Regions from separate parts of the Arachis hypogaea genome. Here region 1 is linked to region 2. A link is a contact called in public Hi-C data. All regions are on one chromosome and are shown on one strand. Each heading gives the region's core, a stretch centred on a gene start, on an enhancer-like site or on the middle of the called end of the contact. The rest is flanking DNA. Distances are from core to core; before and after follow the strand shown.

The links. Hi-C and Micro-C count contacts between places; a contact is called where the count stands out from the background.
Region 1: a Hi-C map of leaf shows a contact between it and region 2, with 4 times the contacts expected there. The contact joins the promoter of LOC112754654 here to the promoter of LOC112757358 in region 2. A contact is called at or near these places in 2 of 8 Hi-C or Micro-C datasets (both in leaf).

Annotation. Positions count from the first base shown.
Region 1 is chr16:112,290,225-112,296,995 of arahy.Tifrunner.gnm2.J5K5, forward strand. It overlaps LOC112754654 (protein sym-1), which reads right to left and starts at 2,714. Exons shown (of 8, transcript XM_025802354.2): 1 at 2,207-2,714; 2 at 1,555-1,642; 3 at 820-914; 4 at 480-552; 5 at 277-369; 6 at 71-157. The coding sequence starts at 2,517.
Region 2 is chr16:111,788,552-111,795,744 of arahy.Tifrunner.gnm2.J5K5, forward strand. It overlaps LOC112757358, which reads left to right and starts at 2,082. Exons shown (of 1, transcript XM_025805945.1): 1 at 2,082-2,843. The coding sequence starts at 2,082. The coding sequence ends at 2,843.

The DNA.
Region 1 (6,771 bases), core at 1,464-3,963, 500 kb after region 2:
AAGCAACAATTTTAACTCGAGCAAGTTTCAAAGTGATATATATATATATGGTTTGGTTAGTCAGCCTAACCTGGAATTGCTGCGGAACAAATCTGAAGTTGAGAAATTGAAAAGGTATCCATAATTGCCAGTTTGCCACAACAGAAGAAAACCACTCCTGCAAAATGAAATTTGAGGATGAATACGCACTTTCCAATGCTACAATGGAAATATCCCTCTTTGTATACACATTTTACATGAATGTACAAGCTAAAAGCCTAAAACCATTAACCACACCTGTTTAAGTTTGGGGATAGCTTGTGATGGCCCTCCCTCAAGTGTGACCAATGTAGCTAAGAAAACCGCAATGAATATGGGGGAAAATAAGAACTGCAATCATATTTCACCATGCTCAGAATTAAAATACCAAACTCAGCACACAGTTAATGATTGATTAGTAACAGTACACTGTAGGGTTGGGGCCGATGGAATTTTCCTACCTGATCAATTACAAGACGCAAAAGTGCACCCAATGCTCCAGGTAGTGTAACCAATTTACTTAGATACAAGTACCTGAAGATTCAAAGCAAGAATCAGGAAATTATCCTAGTAAAAAAAATTAATTGGGGAAATTAAAAATTTGAAAATTTATCAACACAAAAGCACTGCATTTCAGAACAGAACCATAACTTAAAGCACGATAATTGCATTAGTATTTCTGAAAGCATGATAGTTGCATTGATATTTCTGAACATTAGTTAAAAATTGATCAAATTCGAAAGAACATAACGAATTAGTTGAATTTTAGGCATGACTATAAAATGGGTTCAAGAGCACTACCAGAAATGCAATGTTGGACCTACTAAGACAAAACCAAGCAGAGTGAAAATAAACGTCCTCTTCAAGTCCAAATACCGCACTTGGTCTATTACAAGCTACGAAAATAAATTGAATATACTTAGAGAGTGCATACAATCACAATTTTTCAAATAGAAAATTAAGCATTGAGTTTTAGAAGATACACATAAAAAAATCAAATTCAGATGGATGCCATGTTGACCTTGATAATGAGGATTTGCTTAAATTGATAAAATAAATAAAATTCAGAAAGCAACAATATGAATGACAGAATAAAAGAAGATATCACAACACATAAGACATAGATATTAATTAGGTAGTCCGCAGCATTCCACTAATTAAACTTCAGATTCCTCCATGATAACATCTGATCCCCGTGCAGAGCAGTAAAAAATATTGGCAACACCATAAGTTGATATAAACCATGCACAAAAGAAAAGTACAGATTTCTTCACCTTCTTTCTTTTTCTTTTTTTTTAATAATAAAGTTGTTAGCCATCATCTATTCAGAATAAATAAGCTTTGAATTCCTAGAAACCTTACATTATTCAGTCCTTTGTCCACATACCATAAGGTAGCAATGCACTTGAATCATGCCTCCATGGCATAGAATAAAGTTTCTATAGGAATTTACCTGTATGTATCTCATGCATTTCATGTCATAAAGATCTGGAAATGCATATGCTTCAACAAAGAATAGAAACAGGGACAGCATACCTGGCATATCAAATCTCCAATTAGTGTCAAAATTGCAGATGTTATAGCTTTTACTGCAACAGGGTTTTTTCCAAGAACAGCCAAATACCTGTGGTGAACAGGTGAAGTTATGTTAGATTTCCAAAAAAATGAAAAAAAAAATCCCCCTGAATTGACTGAAAGAAGAACCCCTTGAATCTTTAATCATTTTGCTTCAGTGATCTGTATTCTCTAATGCTCAGTCATTATCCTTTTTTTTTTTTTTTGAAAAAATTTCAACCATTGTTTCTTTCATAGAGTCACCCCAGGGTTCTGTTTTCTAGATCTCCCAGTGCACATGAAACATCCATTTAATTTCTATATACACTCTAACCATCCAAAATGATGAAATAATAGAAAATGTAGTAGCCTCTATATATAATCTTTGACAAAAAAAAAAGCTGCAGTCACTAATCACGAATATCTATACATAAAACCCACTACCGACCGATGATAACATAGTGACTTCAATTTTCTGTACTAGAGTTCATTCAGTTAACTTGTTTTGCGTCCAAACAAAACATTGTTGCAAGAGGTAAAAAAAAAATAATGATTAATATAAAAAAGAAACATTTCTCACTAACAAGAATAACACTAATCCCTTAATCCCTAAGTATGATTAATTGATTATTACCATGACAAGAATGACGAATTATCTCCTCCACCAGCGTGGCTGCCGTCGCCGCCGCCACTACCTCCGCCGGAATCGGAGCCTCCAGGGCCACGAGATCCGACAGAAGCGTCGTCGGGTAGGGCAGAGAGGCGGGAATTGCGGAAGCGGAGATTGGTGACGAAGGAAGGGAGAGAGCAGGTGGAGGTGAGAGAAGGGTGAGCGCAGGATTGGGTAGAAGGAAGACGGAATATTGGAGAAGAAGGAACACAGGAAATGAGTGGTTGAGAAGAAAGGTTAGTGAAGAGTAGGGAGTGGTGAGTCACTGACGCCATTGTTTCGCAGAAGAAAGGGTTTTAGAGGTCTTTGCTGAATGCTGAGTGCTTACAGAGTTACACTTACAGTCGACTCCACCACTTCCGTTTTTGCCGCCAGCGATGGCACTATCCAGTGCCCACTTGGCGGCTTGCCGCTGCGGGTTCCAAAACTCTTTTATACAAGTTAAATTAATTATATTATATAGAATAAATTTAAAATGCTATAAATATTGCTTAGGAATATATATTAGATAATATATAAATTAATATTAAATTTAAAATTTATTACAAAAAATATTGTATAATATATTTATTTAATTTGACCATTTATATATGATCTAATAATATTATTATTCAATAAAAAAGATATAAAAAATATATCGTTTTAATCTAGATAATAATTATGTTTAATCATTATTTTATAATTTAATTAAATAATAATATAAATTAAATTTAATTGATTAAAAATTTAAAATTTTGTCTAATAACATATCAAAATTAATTTAAATTTTATAACTGTTGATAATAAATGACAATTTAAAATAAAAAAATTAATTTAAAATTTAATAATTATAAAAAATAAAATTATACATAAATTAGACTATAAGTAATAAAAATATTCAATTGAAACATTTCTTTAGTATTTATTCCAATTTTGAATATAAAAAAGAAATTGTTTTATTTTTGAGTAATCTTATTATTATTAGGAGAACATGAAATTTCACCTTAACGACGAGACTCCGAAAGGTAACATCTATTACACAGTGATGCCTTTTGGTTTAAAGAAGGAAGGCACTAAGACGGATTTCCTTGCTTCGGGGATTGCTACAATCATGCTAGCTTTTTCCCGGACATTAAGCCAAGGGTTATTTTCTTCTTTCTTACGCTTCTGATTTTATATTATTATTTTTTATTTTTATTTTTATTTTTTAACTAGTTACTTTTGTTTATTTTTTATTTTTTTAGATTATATTTAAATACTATGGTACAGTAATAAAATTATTAGATAAAATATAAATATGAATATTATTAATATTTTAATAATTAAAAATGACATTCAATTTTTTAATTTTATTTTTCATGAATCATGAGAACATGTATTTTTAACAATATTGCTACAATTAAATAATATTAAAAAAATATAAATTATTAAAAGAAAAAAAGTGATATATATATATAGGCGACAAAGACATTATATAACTTATGAGTATAAATTACACAAAAAAATAAAAAAATTAATGAATACAATCACACAATCACCTAATATATATGTTTAGCAAATTAAAAAAAATTTTGCTATCAACTAAATTCTAGTTGTGTAAAAAATTAGGAAGAATAGAAAGGAAGAAAAAGAAAGAAGTATGAAATTATATGAGAGGAGATAAAAAAAATATGTGAAGTGAATGTTGATTTATATAGTAAATATAAGAATGAATGATGAGTATGAAAGAAGTAGAGAAAGAATTAGATTTTAATTAAATTTATACCTATTAAAAAAAATTAACAAAGCAATAATGTAACCTACATAAAAATAAAGAGTAAAAGAATATAAAAAGTTAAGGTTTAAAAAGAATCCTATAATATTATAGAAAGATAGGTTATTGCGAGAAAATAAAAATACAATGAGAATTTTATGGCATAATGTAAAGATAGAAAATTATGCCACATAAAGAAAAAATTCTTATGTGACAACATAGAATAAAATCAAATGTTTAAAAATGATTATAAAACTATCTCGAGCTCTCTTTTAATATATTATAATAAGTAATAAAAAATGCAATAAAAGTTTATTCACCTGATTTTATATAATTTTTTTTATTTTTATTTTTTAAATAATTAGTTTTATTTATTTTTTTATCTTTTTAAAGTTATATTTAAATACTATAGTACAATAATAAAACTATTAGATAAAATACAAATATGAATATTATTAATATTTTAATAATTAAAAATAATATTTAATTTTTTAATTTTATTTTTATGAATCATTACAATATATATTTTTAAAGATATTATTACAAGTAAATGATATTAAAAGAATTTAAGTTAAAAAAAAGTGATATATAGATGATAAAGACAACATATAACTCATAAAATTAATGAATACAATCACACAATGACCTAATATATACGTTTAGTAAATTAAAAAATAAAAATAAAATTATGGCCATTAAACACAAATTCCAATAATTAAAACTATGGTTATTAACTAAATTCTAGCTGTGCAAAAAAATTAATAAGAATGAAGAGTAGAGAGAAAGAAAAAGAGAAAGAGATATGAGATTATGTGAGAAGAGATAAAGAAAATGTGTGAAGTGAATATTGATTTATATAGTAAATATAAGAATGAGATATGAGTATGAAAGGAGAAGAGAAAAAATTAGATTTTAATCAAATTTATATCTATTAAAAAGAATTAACATTAACATTGAAAGTAATAGTGTAACCTACATAAAAACAAAGTATAAGAGAATATAAAAAGTTAAGGTTAAAAGACAATCTTATTTTTTTTTATTAACATTATATAAAGATAAGTTATTACGAGGAGATAAGAATAAAATGAGAATTCTATGGCATAATGTAAAGATAGAAGATTGTGTTCAAATTGTGTAAAATAGCCACTTAAGCTGACATGGCATCATGGTAGAAAGCTAGAAGATTAACAATGTATCTAGAGATTACTTTTAGTTCTGTTTTAATATATTACTAATAGATATTAGAGAAATGGACAAAATAGGTTACTAACTTTTTGTCCTGCAGAATGCGGATATTTAAGTCTTCGACAAATAGAAAATACATTATAGTCTCTAATTTCTTTAAACGTAGAGTACTTAGCTTCTTTCGTGCATCTAGGTTTATAAAATACTACAAAATTTAGTGGTGTGAAATGAATTATGTGTGTTCAAATTGGTGTTTGCTCAAATTAGAATTTGAATAAATTTGATTTTATAGAATTAATTTTAAATAAAAGTAAGTTTGTGATAATATGTTTTATGTTTGACAACCTTATACAAAATTAATTTTGATAGAATGAATATTATTTGAATAATGGTGGTTAAAATTACATTTAGATAGATAATTATTAAAATAGATATGATATTAAATTATAATATTATCCTTTTAAACATGTTTAATTTTTTTATATAGTATTTTTATATTCTTTTTTAATAACTATAATTTTTCACTATTATTTATGATTATTTTTTATTTTGCTCTACTTAATATGATCAATAATTTATATTATGATTAAAAAAAAATTTTATTATTCTATTATTTTTTAGATATATACATAAGAATATTAGTTTTGCTTTTTTTTTTAAAATACTCTTTTTTGCATCGTATTTTTTTATTACTTTCAGTATTCTTGTTTTTAGTATTGTTTTAAAATATAATGTTTTACTAATTATGATTTTATTATTATTTATAGTTAAATTTTTATTTAATTTGTTCTTTCTAATAAGATCAATCATTCATATTTTAAAAGAATTACAATAATAAATAGTACATAAGAATTACAATGACAAATTTTACAAAACTAAAAAAAATAGAATCTATATTTTTTTATAGTATTTTCAATATTCTTTTATTTAATACTATTTTAAATTATAATTTTTTATTACTTATAATTTTATTATCATTTTATAGTTAGTTTTTTATTTAATTTATCCTCCATAGTGGGATTAATAATTCCTAAAATAAATTTTTATTTGTGTTTCTTTGTGGAAAAAAGAATGAAAGGTAGAATTGATAAAATAGGTAAAAAGATTAACACAACACATAAGCTAGTAAATTACAACTGCTAGCTTCTCATAAACATGAGTTGAGACTAAGAATCACATCTGCGTTTTGAAATTAAAAAAAAAAGCCAAACAAAATATTCAAGCATTCAAAAAATTTAAACGTACTTTTTATAGTTAAACACGAATCCAAACACATCCTATATACGTGGCCGTTACGAATAATATGTCGTTAAATAATTATTTAACAATTCATTTCTCATATGATTACGAAATCGATTATTTATAATATTCATATTTTAAAAAAAAATTCAACTGATGTTGTCCCAAAAAAAGCTAATAGTCAATATAAAAAAAAGTCCTGAAAAATTAGATATACACTAAAAAAAAGTCCCAAAGAACTATATATATATATATATATATATATATTCTAAAAAAGGATTTTAAATGTCATATTTTGATGTAATTTTTTGTAAGTAATATTAAAAAAATAAGATTTTTTCATTCTTAAAAATTTAAGATTTTATGTCAAGTG
Region 2 (7,193 bases), core at 832-3,331:
GAAAGTAACACCTATATAAAAATGGGCATTCAACCAAGCTTTGAGGTTAAGAGAGGGCACAAAATCTGTTCATTTTATAGCATTCTTACTATATTTTTTTCATTTTGTTAATTGAATATCATGCTTTTCTAGTTTATTTTTCTTTATTTTAAGAAAAAAGTTAATATGTTAGGCATTAAAAAAAATTATTAAGAGAAAAGACAAAAAAAAAAAAAACTACACTTAAAAAAAGTCAAAGATTATATCAAATTATTTTGATGTAATTTTCTATTTTGTGTCATGAGTAAGTAAATTTTTCTTGCAAACTTAGGAGAGTCTTTAGTGTGAAAAATCTAAGCTAAGTTAGGTAAGTAATTACAAGCTTGGTTAGAAGTGTGAGTGTTTTTTTTATAGGATTAAAAGGAATTCTAAAAAGTTGGTAAATGTAATATCTTTGACATTATAATAAAAAATTCTATCATTATTGTAGTGAAAATTAGATGCAACTCATTTTATACTAAATAATTGAACCAAGATATATAATCGTATAAATAAGTTATTTCATATTTTTTTTGTTTTAACATACTTTGCATTAACTTCTAAATTTCTTTTAGTGATTAAATTAAAAAAGTCTCTAAATTCAACCATTTTTTTAGACCATTAAAAATCTATTTATAAGTTGCAAAGTTAAACAGAGCTTCAAATTATAACATTGTTCTCTAATTCTTGACATTAGTCCTAAACTACTTGTTGTGCCTAATGAGTACATTATAGTCTGTAATTTATCAAAGAAAAAATAAATAATCTACAGCTTCTTTAACTATGTTAACCCTTTTTTTTTAAAAAAAAAAAGAAAAAAGAAAAATCTGTTGTAAAAGTTGACACATACATTTTCTCTTTGTTGGCAAGTGCCAAGTAAATAATAAACATTCATACTTAAATAATATTATATGATTCATGCATCTAAGTATATAAAATAAAAAAATAATATTAAAATAATACAGTCAAAAATAATTTTTATCACCACCACCGGAACAATATTCCCCCTTGTAGTAATTACCTTTGGTAACGTTTTCAAATACAAATGATGATGTTAACAGTTGACACCAATTTACTTTAAACCAAACTGTTACGGCCTGGCCCAAGATTCCGCGGGTCGACCCGACCCGAGCTCCACCCGGTCCGGCCACGCATCCTGTAACTGACCCGGAGACGCGTTCTGTACAGCTCGCACACAGCTAGGGGACAGCATCCTTTAGAATATGGGCCTGTCCCCATGGGGAGCCCACCACTGACATGTATATAAGGGGAAGACTGGATCTTCCCCCGAGGTACGTCACATTTTCTACATCACCCCTTTTTTCGCCTGCACATTGTCTGACAAGAGCGTCGGAGTGTCTTTGCAGGTGGCACCCCCCTCTCCACACGAAGTACTCGGGACCTCGCATCCATCTGACCGAAGAACCGTGACCTGACGAGCCCCTCCTATCACCCAGAATCTTGACCCGAACCGTCTGGTAACCGAGATACCGAACATTGGCGCCGTCTGTGGGGATCGTCCATGGACTTCGTGCTAGTCCAAACTGGGACAGGCTGCGAGGCCGCGCCCCCCGTGCCTGGGGGGCGCCGTTGCGACGGAAACTCGACAACAACAGAGGTCGCCTCCAAGGGACACGACGCAAACTCACGAAAGACGCCCCTTCGGAGGGACTGGCGACAACCACGCCAGGATAATGCAAGAGCTACGCCACAGGATGCAAGACTTAGAACGCAGGCTAGCAGACAGGGAACACGACCAACGCACTCTGGAGCAAAGCCCCACCAGTTCCCGCTCGAGGAGCCGCTCAAGGCGCACACCCAGCCCCCAGTATGAGTCAGAAAGCACAGGGGGACGGGGACGCGCCAGAAGAAGAAGTCGAGACCCCATCATCTACGCCAGACGCGAGAGGCGACACGCATCGAACAGGGGCGACGAGGACGCGCGTCGGGAGAACGTCGAGCTGAGAAGAATTACCTAGGGACCCGTGATAATAGGAGCGACCCCTTTCCACCGTTCCGTACTCGAGGTCCGGCTGCCAAAACACTTTGACAAGCCAACGGACATGAAGTATGATGGAACACAAGATCCCCTGGAACACTTAACGGCCTTTGAGGCCAGGATGAACTTGGAAGGAGTAGGTGACGAGGTAAGATGTCGCGCCTTCCCGGTCATCTTGGCTGGCCCAGCAATACGGTGGTTCAATAACCTCCCACAGGGCTCGGTGACCCAATTATCCGACATCAGCCATGCTTTCCTAGCTCAGTTCACGACCAGGATCGTCAAAGCTAAGCACCCGATCAATTTGCTGGGGGTGACTCAGAGAGCCGGGGAGCCGACCAGGAAATACTTGGATCGCTTCAACGATGAGTGCCTCGAGATTGACGGCTTGACGGACTCGGTGGCAAGTTTGTGTCTGACGAATGGCCTCTCGAATGAGGACTTTAGGAAACATCTTACCACAAAGCCCGTCTGGACAATGCAAGAGATCCAGTGCGTGGCCAAAGAGTACATCAACGATGAGGAAGTTAGCCGGGTCGTGGCTGCTAATAAACGGCAACCCGCGTACAACCAAACCCGGCACTACGAAAGCAGAGAGAGGCCAAAGGAACACGCCAGGGACGGCGGTCTAGGCAAAGCACCCAAACCTGTTCCTAGAGTCGGGAAGTTCACTAACTATACCCCCCTCACGGCGACGATCACCGAAGTTTACCAACAGATTGCAGAGAAGGGGATACTGTCGAGGCCCCGACCTCTGAAAGACAGGACGGGGGGAAACAAGAACCTCTACTACGACTATCACAAGGGTTACGGGCACAAGACCTAAGACTGCTTCGACCTAAAGGACGCCCTGGAACAAGCAATCAGGGATGGAAAACTAGCTGACTTCTCACACCTTATAAGGGAGCCGAGGAGACGTAATCGGGACCACGATGGCGAGGACAGGTCCCGGTCAACAAGGCGACGCCAAGAACCAGAGGGCGACGACCACGGCCTCACGGTGGTAAACGTAGTAATGGCCAGGAATACCGCCCCAAGGTCAAAATCGGCACAGAAAAAGGACGCCAAGGTCCTAACGGTCTCCTCCTCGTCTGCTAGAAGTTCCCGGAGTCTCCCATCCATCTCCTTCGGCCCAGAAGACCAATGGTTCGACGAGGTGCCGGAAAGCCCACCCATAGTCATTATGGCCAGGATCCGAACAGGCCTCGTCAAACGAATCCTGGTAGATACAGGGGCAGACTCAAACATCATGTTTAGAAACGTTTTCGATGCCCTGGGATTGAGAGACGCCGACCTGGCGACCCACCAGCACGGTGTGGTAGGACTGGGAGACCACTTCATCAAGCCGGATGGAATCATCTCGCTCCCGACCTCCGTGGGTCAGGGGCAGAGACGAAGAACAGTCATGGCAGATTTTGTAATCTTACGGGATTTCACAGCTTATAACGTTATCTTGGGGAGGAAAACCATCAACGACCTGGGGGCTGCCATTAGTACGAAGCTGCTCGTGATGAAGTTTGTTGCTGATGACGGATCCGTAGGATCTATCAGAGGAGACTTGGAAACGGCGGTTGCCTGCGACCACGCCAGCCTCTCCCTCAGGAAAAAGTCCAAAGAAGCTTAAGGAGTTTTCCTCGCCGACCTGGACGCCAGGATAGAAGATAAGCACAGACCTGAGCCAGAAGGGGATTTGGAAAAATTTAGGGTTGGTGATGGGGACGAGAAATTCACGTTCATAAACAGAAACCTTCCCCATGAATTAAAGGAGCCTCTGATAGAGATGATCAGAGCCAATGCCGACCTCTTCGCTTGGACGCTAGTCGACATGCCAGGGATAGATCCCCAGCTCATGTCACACCATCTGGCCGTCAAACCGGAAGCTAAGCCAGTGGCCCAGAGGAAGAGAAAGATGTCACAGGAACGGGCAGAGGAGGTGGCCAGGCAGGCGGCCAGCCTCCTTGAAACGGGGTTCATCCGGGAACTGGACTACTCGACCTGGCTGTCGAACGTAGTTTTGGTGACGAAACACAATGGGAGGTGGAGAATGTGTGTAGACTACTCTGACCTCAATAAGGCATGTCCTAAGGACTGCTACCCCCTGCCCAACATTGACGCGCTCGTCGACGCGGCGGCGGGATACCGATGTCTGAGCTTCATGGACGCCTATTCTGGGTATAACCAGATACCGATACACCGACCCGACGAGGAAAAAATGGCGTTCATAACGCCAGGAGGGACCTATTGCTACAAAGTAATGCCATTTGGTCTGAAAAATGCTGGCGCCACATACCAGAGACTGATGAACAAAATATTCAGTGAGCTTATAGGCAAGACAGTGGAAGTCTACATGGACGACATCCTCGCAAAAACCACATGGCCAGACGATCTCCTGAGTGACCTGGGAGGCGTATTTGCGTCCCTCCGGAAACACGGCATGAGGCTTAACCCGCTCAAATGTGTCTTTGCCATGGAAGCAGGAAAGTTCCTGGGATTCATGATCACCCAAAGAGGAGTGGAAGCCAACCCCGAGAAATGCCAAGCGATTCTCCAGATGAAGAGCCCGGGTTGTATCAAAGATGTCCAACGATTGGCGGGGAGACTGACGGCATTATCCCGTTTCCTCGGTGCATCGGCAGCAAAAGCCCTGCCCTTCTTCAATCTGATGAAAAAGGGAATAGCATTCGAATGGACCCCGGCGTGCGAGGAGGCATTCAACCACTTCAAGGAGATTTTAGCAGCGCCCCCGGTGCTCGGGAAGCCCAAGGCCAGAGAATCACTCTACCTCTACCTGGCAGTAACAGAGGAAGTGCTTGCAGCGGTGCTCGTAAGAGAAGAAGGGAAAGCTCAGCAGCCAGTCTACTTCGTGAGTAGGGCTCTACAAGGAGCCGAGCTGAGGTACAGCAAACTAGAAAAGCTGGCTTTGACACTCCTAACTTCCTCCCGAAGGTTAAGGCAATACTTCCAGGGTCACCGTATAGTCGTGAGAACGGACCAGGCAATTCGCCAAGTACTACAAAAACCCGATTTGGCTGGTAGGATGATGACTTGGGCCATCGAACTCTCCCAATACGACTTGCAGTATGAGCCCCGGCACGCAATCAAAGCCCAGGCAATGGCTGACTTCTTGGTTGAGGTAACGGGTGATCCCTCCGAGGAAAAGGGCACACGGTGGAGGCTCCACGTGGACGGGGCCTCCAACCAAACGTCCGGGGGAGCAGGGGTCATCTTAGAAAGCCCGGCAGGAGTCATCTACGAGCAATCGACCAAGTTCGAGTTCCCTGTGTCAAACAATCAAGTGGAATATGAAGCTCTCTTAAGCGGACTAATACTAGCCCGTGAAGTCGGGGCAACGAAGGTCGAAGTATGCAGCGACTCACATGTCGTCACCTCCCAAGTAAACGGAAGCTACCAAGCCCGGGACCCCCTCCTGCAAAAATACCTGGAAAAGGTCAAAGAAATGACAAGTCAGTTCCAAGAGGTCACGATCCAACACGTCCCAAGAGAAAGGAACACACGGGCGGACCTCTTGTCCAAACTAGCGAGCACGAAACTGAGAGCGGGTAACCGGCCTATCATCCAGGGCATGGTGAAGGATCCAACGGTCGCTCTCCATCTGACGGAGTCAAGCCCCTCATGGTTGGACCCCATCATAAACTTCCTGGAACTCGGCAAGTTACCTGACGATGAGAAAGCAGCCAAAACTTTGAGAAGAGAGGCGGCCAGATATGCGATCATACAAGGACAACTGTTCAAAAAGGGACTCAGCCAACCCCTATTGAAATGTTTACACCCCGACCAGACGGACTATGTACTTAGAGAAGTCCACGAGGGGTGTTGCGGGCACCACATCGGGGGCAAAGCCCTAGCGAGGAAGCTCATCCGAGCCGGGTACTATTGGCCGACAATGATGAAAGACTCAAAGGAATTTGTCAAAAGGTGCATAAAGTGTCAACAAAACGCTAACTTCCACAAGGCGCCGGCCTCCGAGCTGAGTTCACTGACGACCACTCGACCTTTCAGTCAATGGGGAGTTGACCTCCTGGGACCTTTCCCAGTCGGCCCAGGACAAGTTAAATACCTCATTGTCGCCATTGATTACTACACCAAATGGGTAGAGGCTGAACCACTGGCCACAATATCGTCCTCCAACTGCCGAAAGTTCATGTGGAGGCAGGTGATAACCCGTTTCGGTATCCCAGAGGTCGTCATCTCGGATAATGGGACACAGTTCACGGACAAGAAGTTCACGGAATTCCTCGCTGGCCTGGGGATAAAACAGAGGTTCTCCTCGGTAGAGCATCCCCAGACGAATGGGCAAGTAGAAGCCGCAAACAAAGTCATCCTACTTGGCCTAAAGAAGCGCCTAGACAACAAGAAAGGAGCATGGGACGACGAGCTCGCTTCTGTCCTATGGTCCTACCGAACAACCGAGCAAAGCGCCACGGTCGAAACCCCCTTTCGCCTAACATACGGGGTCGACGCAGTGATACTGGTACGCGGAATCGTGATTACACTTTAATTATGTAAAATTCATTGCTCTTTCTTTCCCTGGAAATGGCGCCAAAAACATGATGCCAAGACCATGGTTCACAACTCCGTGTAACTGACCAGCAAGTGCACTGGGTCGTCCAAGTAATACCTTACGTGAGTAAGGGTCGAATCCCACGGAGATTGTTGGTATGAAGCAAGCTATGGTCACCTTGCAAATCTCAGTTAGGCAGATATAAATTGATAATGGTGTTTTCGAATAATAATTAATAGAATAGGGATAGAAATACTTATGTAATTAATTGGTGAGAATTTTAGATAAGCGAATGGAGATACTTTCGTTCCTCTGAACCTCTGCTTTCCTGCTATCTTCATCCAATCAGTCTTACTCCTTTCCATGGCTGGCTTTATGTGATACATCACCACTGTCAATGGCTACTTTCGGTCATCTCTCGGGAAAATGATCCAATGCCTTGTCACGGCACGGCTAATCGTCTGGAGGCATCACCCTTGTCAATGGCTTCATCTTATCCTCTCAGTGAAAATGGTCAACGCACCCTGTCACGGCACGGCTATTCATCTGTCGGTTCTCGATCATGCTGGAATAGGATTTACTATCCTTTTGCGTCTGTCACTAACGCCCTGCAATCGCGAGTTTGGAGCTCGTCACAGTCATTCATTCATTGAA